Regions from separate parts of the Drosophila melanogaster genome. Here region 2 is linked to region 1. A link is a contact called in public Hi-C data. All regions are on one chromosome and are shown on one strand. The core of a region is the stretch at or near the end of the contact, and the rest is flanking DNA. Distances in the headings are between cores, read along the strand shown. Region 1 holds the start of CG32241. Region 2 holds the start of Tie (Tie-like receptor tyrosine kinase).

Region 1 (4,293 bases), core at 523-3,022:
CTCATAGTATAGCAAAAGGCGTATATGATATAACGTTAGATATGATTTACCTTTCCAAAAATCATAAGGTACTAAATTATACTTTTGAAATAACATAAATTTATACGATTTCATTTTTTGGCACTTAAATAGACAGATACTTGATTTAAGTAAATTGAGTTGAATTACGATAACCAAGCTTTGTGTTATTTTACTATATTCCCGACTATCAATAGACAGCTAATTAAAATCGAATGATTTTTATTTTCACGGTTATATCAAGTGGACTTGGCTTTCCTGCGACAGGGAAAGGCCAAGCCACTCATTCACAATTCGTTCAAAAATATGGCTAATACTTAATCTGTGTATTTACAACGAGCTTCGAGAGCCTAGAAGTTGAACGCGGGCTGGGGGTCGTTGGGGTAGCTGTATCCCTTCTGGACGGGGGGCAGGTACTCGACCTTGGGGGTCACGTACACCTTCTTGGTCGGTGGTGGTGGTGGGGGTGGTGTGTAGACGACGACCTTCTTGGTTGGGGGAGGGATGTACACTGGCGGTGGTGGTGGAGGTGGGGTGTACACAACGACCTTCTTGGTGGGTGGTGGCACGTAGACTGGGGGAGCGACGTACACCTTTTTGGTGGGTGGGGGTGGCAGGTACTCAACCTTCGGTGCTGGAGGAGCAGAGACCTCGAATTTCACGGAGGGCTGGCCGTAGTGGTAGCCATCGTCCTTCAGGATGCCAGTTGGGGGTGGAGTGTAGACGACCTTCTTCGGTGGTGGTGGTGGTGGGGGTGGTGTGTAAACGACCTTCTTGGTTGGTGGTGGTGGGGGTGGGGTGTAGACAACCTTCTTGGTTGGTGGTGGTGGGGGTGGGGTGTAGATAACCTTCTTGGTTGGTGGTGGCACGTACACTGGGGGAGGGGCGATAACCACCTTCTTGGTCGGAGGAGGCAGGTACTCAACCTTGGGTGCTGGAGGAGCAGAGACCTCGAATTTCACGGAGGGCTGGCCGTAGTGGTAGCCATCGTCCTTCAGGATGCCAGTTGGGGGTGGAGTGTAGACGACCTTCTTCGGTGGTGGTGGTGGTGGGGGTGGTGTGTAGACGACCTTCTTGGTTGGTGGTGGTGGGGGTGGTGTGTAGACGACCTTCTTGGTTGGTGGTGGTGGGGGTGGTGTGTAGACGACCTTCTTGGTTGGTGGTGGTGGGGGTGGGGTGTAGACAACCTTCTTGGTTGGGGGTGGCACATACACTGGGGGAGGGGCGATAACCACCTTCTTGGTCGGAGGAGGCAGGTACTCAACCTTCGGTGGTGGAGGAGCAGAGACCTCGAATTTCACGGAGGGCTGTCCGTAGTGGTAACCATCGTCCTTGAGGACACCGGCGGGCTCGGAGGGGATGACCACTGGTGGTGTGTAGACGGGGCGAGGGGGTGTGGGCTTGGGCTTGGGGGCCTCGTAGACCACTACTCTTGGTGGGGCAGACTCGTGGGGCACATACGGCACGTCGATGACGACCGGAGCGCTAGGTGGCGCATAGTGGTATCCATCCTCCTGCAGGTTGTTGCTGTTCGAGAACAGATGAGAAACATCTGCGCTGGCCACGGCCACCAGGGCAAAAGCTATCAGGAATTTCTGCGAAGAAAACACAGATCGGTAAGCAAAGCTTGCATTTTAGGTGTCCATAGATATTCCACGGTCTGCCAGCTCGGTATTCGTATCCACCACCGAGTGCAGCGCTCTAATCCTCGATACTCCATTTCCGTTCCTCGGCTTGTGGTCTTACCATTTTGCTCAGATCCAATTCAACACCTCGAAGGTAGAGTTGTGACTGTGCCTTTTCTACTCGGGTCTACATTATTTATAGTTCAGCGCGCCTCAGGATGGCCAAAAGAGATTTCACGGCAGAAGCTTCTCGTCGGAGCTCCGAAAACTTAACAGAACCTGCTTGGTTTGGTTAACCGGCTGCTGCTGACGTTTCTGAGTCTTCTGGCTACGCAGCTCCCTCAGAACGACACCCATAAACTTACGGTCTATCTCGTTCTCTGTCGCGTCCCAGGCGAAATTTTATATTTTGGCGACAAATTTAGATTTTGGCCAGGGCAACAAAATGAAAAAAGCGCCTAGCACATCCAAGTAGAACCCACCTAAATGAACTCGAATATAATAAAAATCATAATCCAAAGAAAGCAAAAAGACTACTTTTAAATATGTGATAACTTAAAAGCTGAGTCTGCGCTTCGTGAGCTGTTTGAAAAGATTTAATTTAAATTCTAGAAAAACCGGTGAAATATAGACGATCGCGTGGAAGAACTCAGAAAGTGGAGGCGCAGAAGTGCTGGAATTTCGGGGAATGGAAGTCCCGCATGGGCTCGCAATTTCATGCTCGTTAATCTGCAAATATTTGGATAGTTGTGATCGATAACCAGCAGGGGTGCTCCACCATATGACAGTCAATTTGGAGAAGATGGAGCCACTTCGCACTTCACAACATAGACAATGGCACTCTTTAAATGATCCCCCACATAAATCTAGTTTAGAGCCACGTTCCACGCTGGTTAGCGCGACGAAAAGCATAAATTAATTTCGCATTGATTTGGTTCTATAAAAAAAAACCGATTTCAGTATGTTTTATTTATGAGAGCGTTCGTGGATTTGCATAAATTCTCCCAAAAGTTCCGTCTGTGGCTAGAGGCCCCAAATTATCTCTCCCTACGAAAAAAAAAAAATATTCACACTCTCGAAGGGCAACCTTCAGACAAACGTCATCCAAGTGCATGAATCAGTCATCGGAAGTGGAACCGGTTGCTTATGCAGTGCCCTCCTCAAACTGACCTTTGCCATGGACCGTTGCAAGGGCAACCACAATCCCAGCTTAACCCACTGTTCCAGATTCCTGTCATCTTCTCTTTTAAACGCAATTGATAAATCGATTTACGCGCGTCGAAAGTTGCACTCTTAAACTGATTTTTAATGTTGGTCATTTGAATTCCTACCATCAAACTTGATTGTTATACAATCGATTTGAATTTTAATGAAGTCCATTTATTTTTGCAATAATCGCAAACAAATCTTTTTCTTCAGATTGTGCCGTTAATTGCTTCTCGATTCAAATACATTATTATCCTCTTCGGCTATGACGTACAAGATGGATAGTATTCCAAGAATTCCCACCAAACGTGGCTAGGTCGATCGTTGACCGACGCAATAATTTGATCCATGCTGTTCTTTTTTTTAGAATTCCGGGGGTTTTTCGCTTAATTTCCATTTAGAAGTTGTATTGCGTAATCTATAGGGCAAATCTCTCAGTATCGAAGAAATCTGGTTTGCTTGTCAGACTTAGTGCGAACTATCTACGTCATGACTTGGACTTAGTCGTCAATCAAGTGATTATTAAACGTGCCATAGTCATCGATTAATCACGATGGTTAATTTTTGAATGGCTGTTAGCGACTCTGGCAATTTGTCGGAATTTGATGTGTGTGATCTGACCCGAGCGGATCAAAGTTTCCGGCATTTAAATGAGTTCTCAGACCATCATCTACCCGCTAATATAAAAAATTAGCTCTGATTACTTCATCTGAAATGAAAACAACGCTCCTGCCTGTGGTTTAATTAGATTAATGCTGGGTAAATGCCACACAACGGTAAACGAGTTTGCAATCTGCACTCCCCTCCATATATATACCAAATATATATCATCGCAAATGTGTATTTTGAACAATGAATTTGTTGAAATAGCCAAATATGTCCACCGCTAAACACGCGTGCGATGTATTAGGGTTGGGGATCTAAATCGAAAGACGGGATCGGAAATTGCAGAGCCGTATAACCGATCCTGAAACCGGTTCAATTAGTTTGGTGAATGCTTTAGTATTTAGTGTTTATAAATTTCACATTAGATATTGGGCATAATTAAGAACAAGTTTACTGTGTCCATTCCTATGAGTGAGTTCTCTCAAAACCAAATTCAAGACCAAATTCCAACCGAATGCAAGCAAATAATTTTGAAAACTCTTTATCAATCCCAGCATAATGTCAAACATTAATCTTCAAGGGGGCGAGATAATGTGGGGAATCAATTAGCGGCCAAGCAACGGAAGCCAAGTTAACACAGCCAACCAGCTACAGGCCAATATATACTGGATGTTTGGCAACTTTTGGCACGAACAAAACGAAACCGCAAGCCAGCACAACACACAAAAGCTAAAGTTCATTAAGAATACAACAAAATTTCTTTCTGGCTGTATAAATCTGCATTAAGAGCACATAAATTCCAAAAATTATTTAACATCGTCTTTGAACCGACCGTTGT
Region 2 (4,293 bases), core at 714-3,213, 66 kb after region 1:
TTAAACCAGTTTTGCGACAAGTGCGCCATGGTCCGCGACAGTCCATGTCCATTACAGTTAGAGACACGGCCACTAAATGCAGTCGCGGTCTGAAAATACAGTGGGTGCTGCTTATAAATTGGTCGGAAAATCCCCTGAACATTACAAAATAAATTAAAATCTTAAAAGAAACAGAAACAAAAACTGAAATGGAAACAAAGGCCTCAGCTGTCAACATTATCTATATTCTTTATTAGTTCTCTGTTTTTGTTCTGTGAATAACATAAAATAAATCACACTATTTTTTTAAGCCAAAAATATTACATGTTTTCAAGGCTAGATGGTATTTGAAAACTCTATTTAAACTGCTTAATGGTCTCTGAAAGTCTAGGTCTTAAATAATTTTTTTATCTTCGTCATTAAGTCAAATGTTTTAAGTTATCTTGGGAAATATTTTGCACCACTTGGTAACTTCCTCATTTTCGCAAAGATAAAATTGTGAAGTTCAAATTGTAATAAATCTAAAAAATTATAGTAGGGAAGATTTTTAGGAAAACTTGACCACTGTATTCTCATAAAACTAGAGAATCTACTTTCAAGGAATTAGTCGTTAGAAAAGTAATTAGACCAAAATTATATTGCTAACACATTACTGGATTCTAAAAATAGTGTTAAGTAACCGTTTTTATCGGCAGCAGCTGTACAAAATTCTGGAAAAATCCCGAACCTCGACTAATTTCTACCGTTTAATTCTTGGAAATTCTGAAAGCAATTTGAAGGCTTTTCATTCCACCGTATCGAGTGCAGTGCTGGTGCTGTAACAGTTGCTTTTGCTCGAAACCTTTTTTGTGGGCCCGGTTGCGGTCTGTTTTAGCTGGAGTTTCTTTTTTTTTTTGGGTAAAGTTTTATTATGTTTTTTCGAATTGCTCATTGATGTCTGTTTGCTTTTGGCTTTAGTTTCGGCTGTGGCACCGTTACACGCTGCCAGGCTGATTTTGCACTCTCCCGTTTTAAAGTTCAAAGGTGTCGCTGTACGGTGTTTGTACTATGATTTTGTGTCGTGAGAACCGAATTGGTAAGACAGTTTGCACCATGCAGATGGTCAGTTTTTAAGGTACTGATTTAGTGCGATTTCTGAGGGGTTTTTGGTGTTTTTTTTTTCGGGGTTTGTTTTTTTGAACTCACTTTAGCTGCCATTGGTGAAGGCGATCCGCTGGTGCTCAGGTGCAAACGCATCTAGCAGATAGACTCATTTGAAGAGCTTTTCAGTAAGAGCGGGATGGCAATACATCCCCAAATTAAAAGCGGAAGATACCCAAGACTTTTTTTCATAAACTTCATTTATTGAGCTATAGATGCGTATCTTTCGGATTTCAGCAATGACAATGCACGGTTGTAATTAATTTCGCTTCAGACCAAATGATAATAACAACATTTCGCATTTCATTTTGGCTCGTTTTATTTCATTTCGATTCATTCATTTATTTATGCATTTGACCCGCTTTGTGTGGCTTTGACAACAACAAATTGTGAAAACAACAACCGAAACGAGTTGCAACAAATATACTTTGTACAACAAAAACGAAAAAAACACACGGCAGGTTGGCTTGTTTACTGGGAATTTTGCCCGTCGTTGGATTCTACGCAAAAAAACTTGTTGCCCGTCGTCTGGTTATTTTGTTTATGATTTTCATTCTGCACTTGTCAACTTTTTAGTATTCTTTCAACACACGCACAATATCGAAAAAACACACAGATGCACAGCTTTTTTTTTGGTTAATACGCGTATTTTTATGAATTTCGTGCGTTTCTTCTGCTTTTTGGATTTTCGGTTTCGTTTCAGCACCCACAACGTTTTTTATTTTGTTTGGCAAGCAGCGTGGAGTAGTTTCTCTATCTGCCTCTCGCTCGCTCTCGTTCGAAGGCGGGGGGTGGTTGCGTGGGCCGGTAAATCGCATGCGCGCGTATCGCGTATTCGAACTGTTGGCCTCAAGTTGCGCGAATCAACTGAGCGAAGGTGCGCGATCGGATGAGCGAAGCTTCCAAAGAAGAGCTTAAAGCGAAAGCCGAGCTTTTGCAGGTGAGCGAGACAGGTGCTACAGGTAGCTTTATACCGCAACGCCATCTGCCGGAGTTTTGGGGAACCTAATGTGGACACCGAACCGTTGGGAATTTAAATGGTTTAATTAGGAAAGGATAAACCCATTTATTTAAAAATTAAAATTAACACTTAGATTTCTATAACTACGTCATTTATTAAATAAAATGAATCTTCAGTAAAATTGAGTTACAAGTTACCTTAGTAATTGGTACCTGATTAACATTTCCCTTCCATCAAGCTTGTTGTTGCTCTTAATCACTACTAAAATTATTCCCTTTTACTTTTTACATCGTTGCATTTGCAGAAACCTGTTGACCTCAGGGTGTAAAATAAGTAACATAAACCCAATTAAAATGTATTTTGGAAGATGCCAGTTAACCTACAGATCTTGTATTTATGCAATTAATTAAAGCAATAAGTTCTGCACTGGAAAAAAAGCATACGTTTTTATGAACTAATAAAAATAATGCGACTGTCGTTAACAACTTTTACAATAAATGTATGTATTTAATGCCCCTAAAAAATGTGTTTTATGATTGCAGTTTATTGGCTTATTGAAGGGTCTGAAGATCCCGCGAAAGAGTTAAAAAAAGAGCCAAAATGAGAAGAAAGAGAGTTTCAAATGTGCGTGCAATTGACGAGCGAAATAGCCGAAGTCCAAGCAAAAAATAACGACTACTGACCACTGACAAATCCGGACTGAACACTAAAAACTGAAAACTGAAAACTCGGACTCGGGCGCGTAAGGGAGTCGGTCGTCGGGAGTCGGTCGTCTTTTGTTGATCTTGAGACTGAAATTCCAATTGTTGATTTATCTCTCGGCTGCTGCGCCGCGGCTGCGCTGCTGCAGCGCAGTCCCACTCGATTTGACCAGCGACCAAGTTTATAAAACTTTGAGCCAAAATGCAGCGGCGCACAGTTGTTACCAAAACGTTGCACGCGTCGTGGCCCTCATCAAAACAAAAAAAAAAATATAAGCGAAAATGAAAACGAAATTCGGTTAACGTCAACAGAAGCTGACAAAAGGCAGAAAAGACCGAAACAAGTTGCAGGGCCAGAGTAAGCCAAGTTAAATGCGAAAGAGAGGCAAGAGGCCAAGAAGAAAGAGTGGGCACTACATACATATAGTATAGCCAGCTAATCTGTTGTGCAGTGCGTTTTATCAGCCAGCGAAAGAAACGAAAACGAAAGTCGGTCCAAGTTCGGACTCAAAATCCAAACAGAAGAGACTCCATTCCATCAGAGACACGCGGATCTCATCTCGGTAATGTCTCAATAAAAGTAATCTTAACTGCCGCCGGAATGTAGGAAAAAGTGAAAATTGAAGCGCTTAACGTGTTTCGAAATACGATACATGAGAAGTTCCCAAAAAAAAAAACAACACCAATCAGTGAGTGGCAATTCCAGCGAGTTCTGTACTCTGTGCAAATAGGACTTGTTAATTGGGTTCTGATCAACAAGTGCCCACAAACAGTGTCCAATAAGCTGGCCATTAGTGTGAATCCGCATCTCACCCGATTCCCCACTCTCTCCGTACGAAATCTTTGACGATACCGCGAGTTCGGGAGTATTATGTAAATGCAGATCAAACATATTTCGAAATTCCCCAATAGCCAAAGTCCATATGCATATATATATATATATATATATGCACATATATCTCGATGGGCGTCTCGAGTCGTGCTTGCCACAAAAGAAGCGGCGTCTAAATTATGCAAAACCAACAAAAAGATCGCTTAGGAAAGCGAGAAAACGAGCAAAAAGCGTCAGCCGTGCACAGCGAGAAAAAAACAGAGATCCATAATGGGATTTCAATGTTCTTGATTACCAATAGCTGCCAAAGTCAAACTTACACAGAAAAATTTGGAATAACCTTAATGAGTATAAAGCAAATAAATATAGTTACCTAGTTCCATGATTATAACAAGTAAAAGAAATTTTACAAAGCATGTATATATTTTTCTGTGTATTTTAATAATAGGCCCATTTCCAAACGATTTTCATTGTTGATTATGAAATTGGTAGTTAATTTCTATCACAAGCACGCATAAATATTCCTAATATGTTAATCAAATTATCTGTTGCCTAACTACTTGTCTTTAAATCGAGTTTAATGGCTTGTATAAAACTGAAGATTTATTGGAACATTTTGTGAAGTAAAGCACATTTAAATTCTTGTTCTCAAAGATTTCTTCTTTTATTACTTTCGATGC

The links. A called contact is a pair of places that touch in the nucleus more often than the background predicts.
Region 2: a Hi-C map of the Kc167 cell line shows a contact between it and region 1, with 2.1 times the contacts expected there. A contact is called at or near these places in 5 of 107 Hi-C or Micro-C datasets (the Kc167 cell line, the ML-DmBG3-c2 cell line, the S2 cell line and 2 more) and 1 of 7 datasets of targeted methods (the S2 cell line).

Annotation. Positions count from the first base shown.
Region 1 is chr3L:4,464,858-4,469,150 of dm6, forward strand. CG32241 reads right to left here and starts at 1,773. Exons shown (of 2, transcript NM_168087.3): 1 at 1,765-1,773; 2 at 248-1,613. The coding sequence starts at 1,767. The coding sequence ends at 369.
Region 2 is chr3L:4,530,182-4,534,474 of dm6, forward strand. Tie (Tie-like receptor tyrosine kinase) reads right to left here and starts at 1,964. Exons shown (of 6, transcript NM_079204.2): 1 at 1,165-1,964. CG11353 reads left to right here and starts at 2,989. Exons shown (of 6, transcript NM_168093.3): 1 at 2,989-3,139.